5 separate regions of the Mus musculus genome follow, and regions 2, 3, 4 and 5 are each linked to region 1. A link is a contact called in public ChIA-PET, Hi-C and HiChIP or PLAC-seq data. All regions are on one chromosome and are shown on one strand. The core of a region is the stretch at or near the end of the contact, and the rest is flanking DNA. Distances in the headings are between cores, read along the strand shown.

Region 1 (2,797 bases), core at 189-2,688:
CTCTTACGGGGAAGGTGCACAGATATCTGGCATTCGGACCTCCCTTCTGGCCAAAGATGAAGGCCCAAAACAGGACCTTTCCCAGAAACTGTGTTGCTTTGGCCTGTCACAGAAGCTGTTAGCTTCTGTAGTCCACACTCTCACCTGTGCAGACTACTTTTGGTGGAGTCCCGGATCCAAGATGGCTCCCGCCGATGCTGAGACAAAGTTCTCCCGGGCCAGGCAGACACCTGTCCTCTGGCCGGGAAGGTGGCCAGATGTCTGGAGCCGAAAAGGGGACTGCCTCAGAAGCTCTGTGGCTCCTGCCTGTCCCAGAAGCTGTTAGCTTCTGTAGTGCACACTCTCACCTGTGCAGACTACTTTCGGCGGAGTCCCGGATCCAAGATGGCTCCCGATGATACCCATCTAATGACTTCTTTTGTGATTGGGTTACCTCATTCAGGATGATATCCTCCAGATACATCCATTTGTCCAAGAATTTCATAAATTCATTGTTTTTAATAGCTGAGTAATACTCCATCATCCTTAGTGAGGTAACCCAATCACAAAAGAAGTCATTAGAGGTCCCCCCCTTTTTAAAGCTGTCTGTTCCCAGCTTTGACTGTGTCATAGAACTTGCTGTGGGTAGGATGCTGAAGCACGTAGCTGAGATCAATGAAGGGGTCACTGATGGCAACAATATCTATTTTGTCAGAATTGAAAGCACCCTGGAGACCAGGCACCTAATCTGACTAAATCTTCTCACTCTAACCTTCACCATCCTGTCTCATGGGTGAGGCTGGCATTTCAGGAGACGAAGCAGCTGTCTCTGGTAATGGGGAGAACTGGAGAACCTAAGACTTCACTTTAGGGTTAAGTTAATAGTTGAAGCTCAAACAGGCAGAGTTCATGAATCCAGGTAGTCATTCAGACTCTGGGGCTATTGGAGTCGGTGCTTCTGGGAGTCTGTGAATCGGTAGTCCAGGGAAAATCAGGGGGGAGTCAACAACCGAATAGAGAGAGTCATAATTCTCCATTTACATTACTGAATACATATATAACAATACAACTCATATTTATTGTATTTCTGTCCTTTCCATACAGGGTGTTTTAGATTGCAACAATATTGTATTGTAAGTAGATTCCTACACTAGTGTTATAAACAGATTGATGAAGACAACACTGTGGGCCTGCATCTGAGCCGTCTTGTGACCTAGTATGGGCTTTCAACTAGATTCTAATAATAAAAAACACTTACCACATATTTAGGTATCTCTAAGCGATTGTTTCCCTTGATACAAAGTGGAGAACACTAATACAGGTTTTCATGAATTGTTGGCCTTCTTTGTTAATTCATGTAGTTCTTCGAAATGGCCACTAGATGGTAGTCTTTAGTTAGTATTGTCACCTCTGCTCCATGATAGGAGCTTTGATTCTAACCAGAAACATTTTGTGTGTTCCTGACGCCCTTTTCCTCAGATGGGTGAGGCAAAGGGCAAGGACTCCGTGTGGTTCAAGAGTCTTCAGTCTTGAATCCTTAAATTTTCTTCTTCGTAGACCTTACTTTCGGATACTATTTATTGAACAATTTTATTTGTCTCCACTGTACCTTTAAGTGATGACTCTTTGAAGAGGGTTGAGGTCTGTACTTACAAGGGTCAAAAAGATAAGAGTACAAGGATAATATGTCAGGCGAAGAACAGGGACGATGAGCTTCGGGATCTGCTGTCACCCCAAGTAAATCCCAGAATTCCCCCGAGCTCTGCAATCATTCACCATCTTAGCTAGAGTTGCCGGACATTGATGCACCGTTGCCAAATACATGTGTGGTCTCTCTGGACAATCGGAAAAAAAAAAAAAGTTTTTCCTCTTCTGTGCTGAAGCCTTGTGATTTTTTTTCCCCCTAGCAAAACCAAACCCAGTGAGCGGCAGTTAACCCGCACTGGCTGTTTGCGCACTGTGTTCCAAGGGCTCTCTCTATTTGTCATGAGTCATCCAATTAACGTCAACTGTAATTATTTCCTCTTCATTTTCCCTTTCCACTGTTGAGTCTCCCGAAGTCACCAATTTCCTTAACTAATTTTAATATCGAAACCTGCATTTCAGGTTCTCCTACTTCACACAACCAAGAAAAAAAAGAAAAAAAGGAATGAGATGCCCTTTTCGATTTTACCCTGAGGTAGAGCAAATCCTTTGACACATTCTGAGAATTCTTCCTGTTCAGTTTTATCATCTGTCCGTACTTCCTTGAAGTTCACTTATGGCTGAACACACGTATTTGCATACGGACTCTCATAAAGTCATTTTCAGTAACTCTGCAATTGATAACTCTCCCAGATAGACACATAGTCCAGAGTTACCTGTTGATCTGTTTCGCTGCCTAAAAGGAGGAGGGCAGCAGTGGAGACAGGACGGACTCACCTGGGGGTAAATGTGAACTTTGGGGCCTTGAACAACAACAGGAAGCTTGGTTTCTGGCTGCTACCACATTAAAACTAGTTGAGGTTTTTATTGTTTGTGGGCTGTGGAAATTTTATTTCCTGGCGTCTAGTAACAGTTGGCGAAGATCCCCATTACCCTCACTGTGAGAAGAAGCCCCATGGTCACTCCACAGCTATTGAGAGCTGCTACACCCCCTCCTGCCCCACCCTGCCCTGCCCTGCCCTGCCCCACCCCAACCCCCCTTCCGCCGCCCAGAGACACAGCTGCCTCCTGACCACCGGAGGCTCCAGTTGGTTTAAGCAAGATTAGTTCAGCTTTGCTTAGCGAAGGGTCACTGTCTAGATCTGTCTTTTCCACACCAGAGAATCCCATGGTG
Region 2 (2,700 bases), core at 162-2,661, 840 kb before region 1:
ATCCGGGTCTCCGCTAAAGGCGGCAGGTTGAGCTGGATGAAGTCTTTGGTTCCCTTAGACCTGCAAACCTGAATTCAGTCTGTTTTATGAAAAGTATAAAGGGGTTGAGTGAGATGAATTACGTCCTTTATGAATATATTTTCTCAGCTTCTTCATTGTTTTGAAAGTACATGGAATGTAAATAAATACTGAGTTGTTTATATATATATATATATATATATATATATACTATGCCTTGTGTTTTTCTTCTTTGCTATTTATTTGGATAAGTTAGGGAGTCTCCTCAGATGGCTTTGCCAATGTTTTCACATCACTCTGTGTGTGTATCATGAAGGAAGTGAGGTTTATTTTTGGCTTTTGTATTGGCTTCAGGAAAATGTGTCCCCCCATGTCTGTCTGTCTGCCTGTCTGACTCTGTGTTTTTCCCTGCCTCTCCCTTTTTCTTTCTTCCTCTATTCTATTCTTCCTCCTCTTCTCTCTTCTCACTTCATTGTTTCTTCTTTAAAATAGTGGCACATCTGAAACATCTCTGAGATGAATTACCCTGAGTTGATTTGTATGCTCTTGCATTGGAGATCTGCCCCTGTGGCAGAGTACTTTCTATCGCTGACAGAGATTTTGCCCATTTAAAAATTTATAAGTATTCCTGTTCCAGATATGTAATGTGACTTTTAGACTGAGTATTCTTAGACTGGACATTTTGTTGAAGCAAGTATAGTCGTGCTCAGTCCCGCTCTGTGATGGAGAGCTCTTTTGTCTGCTGTATTTGGAAGTGAGTGTGTGTGTGTGCGTGTGCGTGGATGTTTGTGTGACTGCTTTCTGTTTCATGCTTGCTTCTTGAGACATTCGTATGTATAAACACTGTAAGTCAAGTATAGCAGTGATGTTACATAGCAGCAGTGTCCAACGTGGTTCTGCCAGCTAGCAGGTGCGCCATCGGTGTGTGCTTTTTGACTCAGTGGTTTCACCAAAGCTGGCCTTGTTGGGTTTGAGTCCTTGGTGTGTAGGCGAATACTGGTGTCTCTCTGATTACAGTTTCACTCTGATTTTAATATAGCTGTACAGTTTATGGAGTCTTAGACTTTACATTTTTATAAAATTTTAACTACTTCTCATTTATATACACGTACATTCTATGATTTAGAGTGTATTGAACCTCTTTGAGCGTATTGAATCACTTTGGTGATTACTGCTATATTTTACAATTGTGCCACTTAGTTTTTGACAGCTTGACATAATCTTTATTCACCCAGAAAGCAGGAACCTCAGTTGAGGATTTGCCTCCCCAAATTGTATTGTGGGTGTGTCTCTGGGGCATTTTCTTGATTGATTGATTGACTGATTGATGTGGGAGGGCCCAGCCCACTGTAGTTCGTTCCACTCTCCAGCAGGTGGCTGTCTAAGAAAGCAAATTAAGTAGGCCACAGAGAGGAAGCCAGTGAGCAGCATACCTCTGTGGTCTGTGTCAGTTCCTGCCCTGATGTCCCCTCAGTCCCTCTCATGGTGTTTCCAGGACATGTAAGGAAACCCTTTCTTCCCCATGTTGTTTTGGGTCATGGTGTTTACCACTGTAACAGAGAAGTGAACAAAGACACTGTTAGCAAGCCTTCCAGTCATGAACCCACCATTAATTTTTGGTAGATGATAATCTTTACTTTTTTAAATTTACATATTATTTGTTTCTAAGTATTTAATACTTTGAAAAATGTTAGTATCAATATATTTTTTATTCTAAGTGTCTGGAAGCTCTTTTGCTTCTGTTTGTATGGATTATAAACCTGGGTTTTCTTACTGACTGTTTGTGACCTTGCTATACTTTCTCATTAATTCTAAATAGTTAGTGTGACATCTTTGTTTGCTTTTCTACATTTCCTACAGATTAGCAAATAATCAGTTTTTGGTTTTCTTTTTTGTATTTGAGCTATTCTCAGTAGTCTCTGTTTTCTGATTCTTAATTTTGAAAACAATTACATTTGTGTGTGTGTGTGTGTGTGGTGTGTGTGGTGTGTGTGGTGTGTGTGCGGGAGGGCTGTCAGTTAGAGGGCAGCTTGCAGGAGTCAGTGGGTCATGGGGATTGAAAAACTCAGGTTGAGAGGTCTGGCAGCATCCCGCCTGTCCCTGTTAAGCCTTTTCTCCAGCCATGCTTGATAGCTAATGCTTATGTTGTCTCTTTTCCTTGAATGTGGGATAAGGAGAGGCTCAGCATGGGAGAGCTGCTTCATCTTGTCAGTTTTAGGACGCAAACTCAGACAAATGGCTGAGGAACCTAGTTAACATACCAAAGCAGACCTGGCCAGCTCTTCCAACATCCCTCAGTTCCTACCTGTTACAGGATATGGTTGGCACACCCTACTCTAAACTTTTCCAGAGGGGGGTTGGGCTGCCCTTCCCTATATAACCCAGCCATTTTGTCTACGGGCCTTTTGTTTGGTCCACCCTTTACCCTCCTGGCCTCTTGGTCTGGCTCTCTCCTTTCCCCCTCCTCATATGCCCTTGCTCACATGACCCTAGCCTCAGGGTCCTGCTTAGTCTGGACTCTCCCAGATGTCCCTGCCACCGGCTATGCTCTCCCTTTTATCTACAGTAAACCTTCTCCCCAGCCATACCTATGAACAGTCTTGTCCTTCCGTCCTTCCTCCCTCCCTCCCTCCCTCCCTCCCTCCTTCCCTCCCTCCCTTCCTCCCTCCCTTCCTTTCTTCT
Region 3 (2,700 bases), core at 127-2,626, 570 kb after region 1:
TTTCTATCTCTTTGTGCATGTGCGTGTGTGTCTCTCACACACACAATAAATAAGTAAATAAATAGAAACAAGATATACAATTATTAAAGCCCACCTCTCTACACTGCATATATTTATATATCCAGCTTAGACTTGTGGGGGGCTAATCAGGTCCCTAAGAAACTCTACATGCCATTTTCAGATAAGATGAAGGGTAGAGAAGTTTAAATAGTGTGAAACTTATTTTCAGGATCAAATTCAAGGTGAGCTTGTCAGTCACACTGAATTTCCAGGCTGGCCAATTCAGCCACTCAGGAAAGAGCTCAAGGTACTCTGGCGCTGTCCCTTATGCTGTCCCTTACTGATGTGTCTCAGCCAGATCCATCTTAGGGATAATTGATGCCTTAGACATAAAATTTGTTTAAGAATTTTTGGCTTATTTTGTTTTGTATCCTCTGACTCAAATAGAAAACTCCAGTGACTATTGCTTTATATATATGCACATACATACATATATATGATTTTATGTGTATCATATGTGTATGTGTGTGCACATGGACAGGCAGCGCTCTCCCCTGTAAATGAACATGGAGAGGCCAGTGCTCAGCTTCTAGTATCTTCTCTTATCGCGGTTCATCTGACTTTTTCGAGACAGGGTTTCTTACTGACATGAGAGCACAGGGTTTGAGCTAGTCTGGCAGGTCAGCACACTCCATAGATCTATGTGAGTCTGTTACATCAGTACACCAATATCAAGGCTACAGAAGCAAGTCACCACAGCAGCCTTCCACACAGGTGTTGAAGATCAAGACTCAGGTCCCCATGTCTGTGTTGTTAAGGCTGGAAGCCTTTCCCATAGAGCACCTTCCTAACTCCTCGTAAAGTATTTCTTTTCAACTTTTCATTTTATTTTTTATATTTCAAATACATTTTGTCTTCTACCATAAATGGGGGAGGAGGAGTAGAGAGACATTTGTATATATTCACACACACATTAAGGAATATGTACTGCAGAAGTTGCATATACTTGCCCTTAACATTTGTTATGTAGGTCACAAATCTGAAAGACGTCTGAGGGGAGCCTAAATCTAGGTTGAATACACACTTTTCAGTATTTCTGTTTAATTTATTAAGGTAAATTTTTAACTCTGAAAAGCAAGCACAGGGCAGTTTGTCATCTGCTGTGTCTCTGTGGGAAGTCTTACCCAATTATCTGATCAGTCTCGCACCTCTACCTCTCTCCTCTCCGCAGGATCAGGGCAAGGAGAATTTTCAAATCCAATCTGAAAATAAAAGTTTGGAAACCTTTTAGATGATTTGCACCAGGCTAAGTAATTTGGTGTGGCAAGACAGTGAGTCAGGCCTTCGTGCACTTCTGAGGAAATGGCTTGTTTACATACTTAAAGAATTGGCTCTCTTCAGCACCCACCCTTCGAAGAGCCATGTTCCATCCTAGGAAGCCTGGAGTAATTACCAGCCATGCCTGCCTATAAGCTTTTCTGTAATTGAAAACTTTAAAACAGATAATGGACTTTCAAGTTTCCAATATTAAAACATGTCCCAGAGAGAATCAGTTGATACTAACTTCTTGAGTATTGTATAAACATATTTTATGCATGTAGAGACAAAGTACATATTTTGTGTTTAGTCTAAATATAACTAAGGTAATATTTTGTAATATGTTTGTTGGGGAAAACAAAGAAGTTTCTTCCAGCTGTGTTTATTTATTCCAGTTTAACCAAAATAAGAACTGGAGTCATTAACTTCTTAAATTTATTTTTAAACCCATATATTATATTTCTGTTAACTATTTGTAAGAGTACTTATGTCTAGTAGACATTACGTTAATTTTCTGGCATAGAATTATGCCAGTGAAAACGATCTGTTCTCAACTGAAGCTTGACAGTCTGAGATACAGGATATCTGTAATGGCAAGGAGTTGCAGTCAAGGGCACCCTTTGCAGCTATGGGATAGTTTCTTTGTTGTTGTTGCTTGTTTGTTTGTGCTTTGTTTTGTTTGGTTTTTGTGCTTAATTCATTTGGATTCCTTGTATCACCAAAAGGATTTACATAGCCAATGAAGGCAAAAGTAAAATTACATTTTTAATTCACTCACTGGAATTTGATGTCTTTAAATTTTTATATGGATTATATAGAGGTATAAAGTTTCGGGTTGCTAAATAAACCTCCAAAGTTAATTTTCTCTGAATATCTAAGCATCAGGAGTAAGAAGTAGCAGATATGTCCTCCTGTGTGCACACAGAATTCCAGAGAGGGGTAAGGAAGATTAGGGGAGGGGAGTAAAAGCTTGGAGGCAGCAAACCCAGGCATCATCCTATACCTTCTCCAACTTAGTCACCCAAAGCACTGGGGAAAACCACTGGACCTGCTTGAGTCTCACTTCGATGACTGTGAAGGGGCGTGGGGTACAACTGGATTATTCCAGGGACCAACTCTGGTGGATGGGGAGTGCCTGGCACACACCAAGAATTCACACACATCTTTGCACAGAAAGAGCCGTGCACTATGACTATCCTTTGTTTATCTTTTTGCTTCTTTGTGAAAGAGAACATATATATTACATATATATGTATATGTAAATATGTATAATATAATGTAATATATATTACATTACAGTTATATATATATATAAATTTAAGTGATTCATTTTCTAAGTGATCATTCAGTAAATATTCTTTGCGGAAAGCAATATGTTATCCT
Region 4 (2,700 bases), core at 32-2,531, 550 kb after region 1:
CTGGAGAGGAGCTTCCCCCACCCCCTTCGTGCACAATAGGCAAATCATAGTGGGGGGGGGGCGAGTAGAAGGCAATGTTCTTTTCTTCTCTGATGCTTTTGCCTTGAGGGTACTTGTATCTACCTTGTAGGTAGGGCGACCATCTCCCCCCCCCCCAAAAAAAAAACAATGTAGGATACTGGTGGAATGATTCGTGACCAACAAGCAATCTTGGTTTCTCCGTGGTCAGTGTACCTCCCCTCCCCCACAGCACTTTGCCGGTGCCCAAACCAAACTCAAGGGAGAGTCTATTCACTCAAGGTCACAGAACTGAAGCAGTCCCTGGGTTGTCTCTGCAATTTTTACATAACACTGAGAGGAAATCATTATCTGCTGGAATTAGGCAATTATGGTGAAGAAGGCCTCATTTGTACCTCTTACTAGTTTGTGACCTGGGGCTTATCTAGAATGGCAAACTAATTAGCTGTCATTAACTGCTTAGAGCAGCTGCGTTGTTACAGACCACTGTAGACAACACACACACACACACACACACACACACACACACACACACACACACACCACTGACGAAAGTCTCATTTACTTCCCAAGCTTTGCAAACCGAGGTGGGAACATGGGCAGGGAAAAGGCCTCTTTTCTCAGTAATCTAGAAAAACAAGTACGCTTGAAAAACCTAAAAGCTACCAACAAGAACAGTGATGATCCTGGTGTTGAGACTTGATACTTGACTGTCTGAGATTTGAGATACCCAGAAAAGATGACACATCGCTTGGGGCTCATCTATCCTTACGATCACGTCCTGGGAGGGGTGGAAAGGAGTTTTTGTCTATTTGTTTGTTTTGTTTTGTTGCAAAGCCAGTGGGGACACTTTCAGATAAAACCTGCAAGGGTGAACCCCAATTCTCTCCAGCTTTAATTTCTAACTAGAGAACAGAGATATGAGTACCTGCCACTCAGAACCGTTGCAAGAATGCAAGCAGATAAGTTACAGAAAGGGTAAAGGCCGGTCATCAGGTCATAAGTGGCTCCCCAAGTATTCCGTTGGGCAGTTCTGTCCCCTCGCTTCCCATTTGTTCCTAACCCCTGTTTTGGCACGGGAGAGTGGAGGTTACAGAGGATTGCGGTGGCCTTCTGTCATTTCTCACTCCGAACGTCTCGGGATGCTTTTGTTCCAGGCGGTAACACCCACACATTTTCAATGCTTCCTGTATCACGTATAACCTAGGTCCGGAGCCAGTTACTCGTAGCAGAAGCAAAGAGGATGTGGGGCCAGTAGAGGGCAGCAGAGAGGCAAAAATGCCCAAGCTCTGAGAGTGTGGGGACCAAGTCATGATGACGGGACAGAAAGTACTTTTGAACGTTCCTTTCATTTTAAACCAAGGTTAAGAAAGTTAACTGCAGTGCAGCCACCTCTCAGAACCTTGTCATCCTCAATATCACCTGCACTACGCTTCTTAAGTTTACTATTATCATCTTCTTTATGTAATCATATTCAATTGAGAATTTTCATGCAGCAACAAACCTCAAAGGAAATCTATTTGGATGTCTTTATTGGAAATGTGAGAAAAACCAAGGCTGCTGAGAGAAAACACTACTTTGTGGCTGAACTGGGAATAACTCCTCATCCTTGCTCTGAGCCCAAGCCTTAAACCCTGACCCCCAACCATAAACAAGCAAACACTAGATAGAATAGTAAGTTTAAAGAAATGTATGCTTACAAGACACCACAGGGAATATGAAAGAATGTTAATTTCTGAGTAGCAGGTAGCTTTAGACTATTATGGACTTAAAAATCACAAAAATGTCTTGGGCCAATATCTCACTGGAAATGCCTTCATATTTAGAGCTATTTGAATAACATCTAGTAGTGATTCTAGAGGTAGGGGGATAGCCAGCCTAAAACAATGGCTTTTGCTTTTGTCTCTAAGGTCTTATATCAAAACAACACACTCCCTCTGTCCCTGTAGAGGGGACAGGAAAAGTGACAGGCAGAAAGCCATGTACACAGAGTTCTGGTCCAGAAAAAACACTGGCCATTCCACTTAGAACTATTTTAACCTGGATGCTCTTGATCCCATCAAGAAAAGAATGTTTACTCTGAATAGAATTCTGTCAGTCAGGAAGCCCGAGGATTAAAAGTGAAGTATCCAAATGCTAGTTAGTCAAAACACAGCGGGAAGAAACTCGGTCTTCAGCTGTCATTGTTCTGAAGGATAAAGCAAAACTGAAGGTCTACTTGACAAGTTGTTAGCACAACCAACCCAAGGTATTTAAGAGAACAATGGTTTCTCTTAGGATGTGGGCCATTTGCTTAAGCACTTTCACCTTATTAAAGAAAAGGAGCCAAGTTGTAGGGTTTTTTTGTTTTTTTGTGTGATAGTAATGATACTAGTAATTATTTAGATCTTTTTTAGTCTCTGTGTCCCATGCATATACGTGATAAAAAGAGTAGGATATATTATTTATTAAAATATACTATATTATATATTCACATGTATTTAAAATAATATATGGTGGGGCTTCCTTCAAGAAATGAGATCCCTGTGTAAGAGCGTCTTGGGTGCTGAGGAGACAATGAACTGCAAAGTGCATAAGGATCACAGCAGAGCGAGCCATCTTCAGAGAAACCCCGCCCCCTCATCACTGGCTTTCTGGTATCACCTTTTAAATTGTCCTGTAGTAAGAGAAAATCTAGTGCCA
Region 5 (2,700 bases), core at 59-2,558, 800 kb before region 1:
GAAAAACAAAAAAACAAAAAACCCCTCAAACAAACAACAACAACAACAAAACAGGAAAAAAAGGAGAAAGCAGAGCAGAATTAATACTGGTTAAATATAATAATAGGATACATTATTTTTTGTTTATGAAGTGTTAAAAGTCACCTAGAATCTCATTAGTAACTATAAGATTTTATTTTCAAAGTAGTTTTTTATGATCCTACTCAATGAAGTTTAACAAAATTTCCCCCTTTGTGCAAAATAGCAATCTAACAGCTTTTGTTAACTATAATATTGATCTTCACAGAAATTGTAAGCAATTCTTTTCAGATGAGGGAGAGGGAGAGAGAGAGATTTTAAAGTAGAAAAGATGTAGGTTTCAGAAACATTTCTAAGGCCGTTGCAATAACAAGATGACTTCACTGTTGAACACCAAGTCTAAAGCAGGCTTTGCTTACATTTTAGATTGTCTTGTATAAATGGTCAGAGCTGCTCTTATTAAGACCATACCCTTCAGGATATGGGCAGCTGTTTAGACTAAGGCCCAAGAGCTTGGCTTAAGGAGTTCATTTTGGACGTGTGTCTCAGCTCTGTCACTTAGGCAAATTATTCATCCACTGTGGAGAACCAGTGTTAGGCTTCACTTGTGCCTCTGTTCAAAATTTATTCCGGTGTCTTTATTTCCTGTGTTCTCTTTTCTTCCATACTAATTGGCTAGTTTTATGCACTATAAGGTAAATGCCTCACTCTTATTTAAGGTTTTGTGTTGTCTAATTTGTCTATCAGGCTACACATGGTCCTCTCAGGACAGCATTAGGGCCGGCAGCAAACTTGTTGTGCGTTCTCCTGAGGCATCAGCTTGAAACATATTCTGTTCCTCTTTTGTTAACTTTTAGCCTGTGGGTTTTATGGAGGTTTAATAATTTTGACAGGTGAGAGCTAATGTTTTCAGGGCTCCCATTCTTTCTTGCCTTTCTCATTTCCTCTCCTCTCTTGTCATCTTGTCGTGGTGCTGGGGACAATGCGCACACTCGGCAAATGCTTTATTTATCATGGATCCATTCTCTTAACCCACTTCAGATTCTTGATCTTTCAAACAAAAGAGTGAATGGCAAGACTAAATAAGCTAACGCAAGCAAGTGCCTAGGCAACTCTAGCAGAATCTGATAATCATACCTATTGGTATTTCCTTTTCATTTAGCCAGGGATCAAAAAGGTAAGAACAAAGAAACAAAAAAACAAAGACAAAAAACCCCAAACTAACCCACATAGCTTCCTTTCATGGGCAATAGTGTAGTCTGGGAAGGGACCATTTCCGTGCTCAGCTGTCATGGGGCCTTAGTAAATGTGTAAGTTCTCACCTTACTGCTGTGGCCTGTGGCCGTCTTCAGACTTACGTATTCTTTCTTTATTTCAGGGTTTATTTTTCTGCTGCAACAGAAGCGCAGCAGCAGCCATGAGAAAGTTTGACTTTAGTTTTTATTTAAAGGACTTTGTGTCCTACAGTTTCAGACAGTCAGCTTTACTTCTTATTTTAAAACAAGAAGCACGCCTCTGTGTACATTATGTGTACAGCGACTGAAGTGATTTTTTTTTTTAACCTTATGAAGCTTTGATAATGCTGCCTCGGTATTGTGTTTTATTGGAGACATAATAGAATGATATTTCCTGATGAAATATGACTGTTGTTTTGATTAAAAATATTTTTAACATGCTAATTGAGTCATTCAAATGGTTCACAGTGACACTTTCTCACCTGGTCTCCACAAAGCCAGAGGAAGTAATATATAGCAGATGGGGCTGGGCACAGAGACTGCAAGGGTGCTGCTTCCAGCACAGGGACTGCAAGGGTGTTGCATGGGAGGTTTGGGGGAAGATGCTTAGTGGAGGAATGTGCATTCTAAAGTTCTGTTTTAACCAGATTCTCTCATCGTATTTCACTGTCACTTGCAGAGTTACCTGGGCTGGTTGCGTGGGAAGCCAGGGCTAAGAACCACTGAGGAGTTCATCTAGGATATTCCATTCTCCCATCTCCCACTCGGACACCCTCTCCCTCACTATTCTTTATCTTCTGTGGCCGTTTGAAAGGATGCCAGGCTTGAGCTGCAAGATTCTTTGGAAATTCCTCAAGAAGTTAACTATATTTTCCTGTTATATGTCCAAACAAACCGAAAACAGGAACTCAGACACAAACCTGCACATGAAATGATTATAGTATTTACCCTGTCCAAAAAAAAAAAAAAAAAAAAAAAAACCCAAACCATTCGCACAATACCAAGAAACCAGCAGAAGCTTCAAAACATCAAAACTCGTTGCTTCTGTTACAATGGGAGCTCAGAACGGGACGTTGAAACAATGAAGTCAGGGGCAAGGATCAAGATCACTAAGGTCTATCACAATAAACTTGAAGACAGAGGCAGGCTTTTATGAGGAACAAAAACTTTCTCTAACAGGACATGAAAGAAAAACAGAACAAAGAAAGAAAATGCAGCCTTTAAAGGAAAAGATACAGGCAACCAATGGCCGATGTATTCTCCAGGCATGACCCACCCCCACCAAAGATGAGTCAATCTAAAGGGGTCAGCCTTGAACACGTGTACATAAGAGCAACACGAAATGTACTCAGCAGTGTGTGTGAGTGTTGTACATATGTATATATTTCTACCAATAATTAAGTGGTCATGACTTTGAGAGAGAGAGTGGGGACATGGAAGGAGTTGG

What was found. A called contact is a pair of places that touch in the nucleus more often than the background predicts. ChIA-PET counts read pairs in DNA pulled down with a chosen protein or histone mark. HiChIP or PLAC-seq counts read pairs in DNA pulled down with a chosen protein or histone mark.
Region 2: a Hi-C map of bone marrow-derived macrophages shows a contact between it and region 1, with 8 read pairs. The contact joins two enhancer-like sites. A contact is called at or near these places in 5 of 15 datasets of contacts at CTCF or cohesin (embryonic stem cells, large pre-B cells, liver and 2 more), 106 of 484 Hi-C or Micro-C datasets (the AtT-20 cell line, B cells, the BV-2 cell line and 60 more) and 13 of 115 datasets of contacts at active chromatin or transcription factors (the HPC-7 cell line, astrocytes, bone marrow-derived dendritic cells and 8 more).
Region 3: a contact with region 1 is called in a FOXA1 HiChIP or PLAC-seq map of pancreatic cancer cells. The contact joins two enhancer-like sites. A contact is called at or near these places in 3 of 115 datasets of contacts at active chromatin or transcription factors (T-cell acute lymphoblastic leukemia, embryonic stem cells and pancreatic cancer cells).
Region 4: a contact with region 1 is called in an H3K27ac HiChIP or PLAC-seq map of acute myeloid leukemia, with 6 times the contacts expected there. The contact joins two enhancer-like sites. A contact is called at or near these places in 8 of 115 datasets of contacts at active chromatin or transcription factors (DN3 thymocytes, acute myeloid leukemia, embryonic basal ganglia and 2 more) and 1 of 9 other capture datasets (embryonic stem cells).
Region 5: a contact with region 1 is called in an RNA polymerase II ChIA-PET map of memory CD8 T cells, with 12 read pairs. The contact joins two enhancer-like sites. A contact is called at or near these places in 2 of 115 datasets of contacts at active chromatin or transcription factors (acute myeloid leukemia and memory CD8 T cells).

Annotation. Positions count from the first base shown.
Region 1 is chr13:109,227,998-109,230,794 of GRCm38.p6, forward strand. All of the region lies in intron 3 of Pde4d (phosphodiesterase 4D, cAMP specific), which reads left to right. Among named protein-coding and RNA genes, the nearest start is that of Mir582, 95 kb to the right of the region's middle. Within about 2 kb of position 1,439, at least 151 of the 459 cell types and tissues checked have an H3K27ac peak or open chromatin away from gene starts, as enhancers often do. A contact at or near this core is called in the HPC-7 cell line, Th1 cells, acute myeloid leukemia and 5 more, where this site is marked.
Region 2 is chr13:108,389,355-108,392,054 of GRCm38.p6, forward strand. It overlaps Depdc1b (DEP domain containing 1B), which reads left to right. Exons shown (of 11, transcript NM_178683.4): 11 at 1-203. Among named protein-coding and RNA genes, the nearest start is that of Gm41056, 11 kb to the right of the region's middle. Within about 2 kb of position 1,412, at least 10 of the 459 cell types and tissues checked have an H3K27ac peak or open chromatin away from gene starts, as enhancers often do. A contact at or near this core is called in the HPC-7 cell line, Th1 cells, bone marrow-derived macrophages and 2 more, where this site is marked.
Region 3 is chr13:109,801,030-109,803,729 of GRCm38.p6, forward strand. The region is part of intron 7 of Pde4d (phosphodiesterase 4D, cAMP specific); the gene reads left to right. Among named protein-coding and RNA genes, the nearest start is that of Mir1904, 100 kb to the right of the region's middle. Within about 2 kb of position 1,377, at least 11 of the 459 cell types and tissues checked have an H3K27ac peak or open chromatin away from gene starts, as enhancers often do. A contact at or near this core is called in pancreatic cancer cells, where this site is marked.
Region 4 is chr13:109,775,015-109,777,714 of GRCm38.p6, forward strand. The region is part of intron 7 of Pde4d (phosphodiesterase 4D, cAMP specific); the gene reads left to right. Among named protein-coding and RNA genes, the nearest start is that of Mir1904, 130 kb to the right of the region's middle. Within about 2 kb of position 1,282, at least 125 of the 459 cell types and tissues checked have an H3K27ac peak or open chromatin away from gene starts, as enhancers often do. A contact at or near this core is called in acute myeloid leukemia, embryonic stem cells and regulatory T cells, where this site is marked.
Region 5 is chr13:108,425,238-108,427,937 of GRCm38.p6, forward strand. No RefSeq gene overlaps it. Among named protein-coding and RNA genes, the nearest start is that of Gm32450, 11 kb to the right of the region's middle. Within about 2 kb of position 1,309, at least 15 of the 459 cell types and tissues checked have an H3K27ac peak or open chromatin away from gene starts, as enhancers often do. A contact at or near this core is called in memory CD8 T cells, where this site is marked.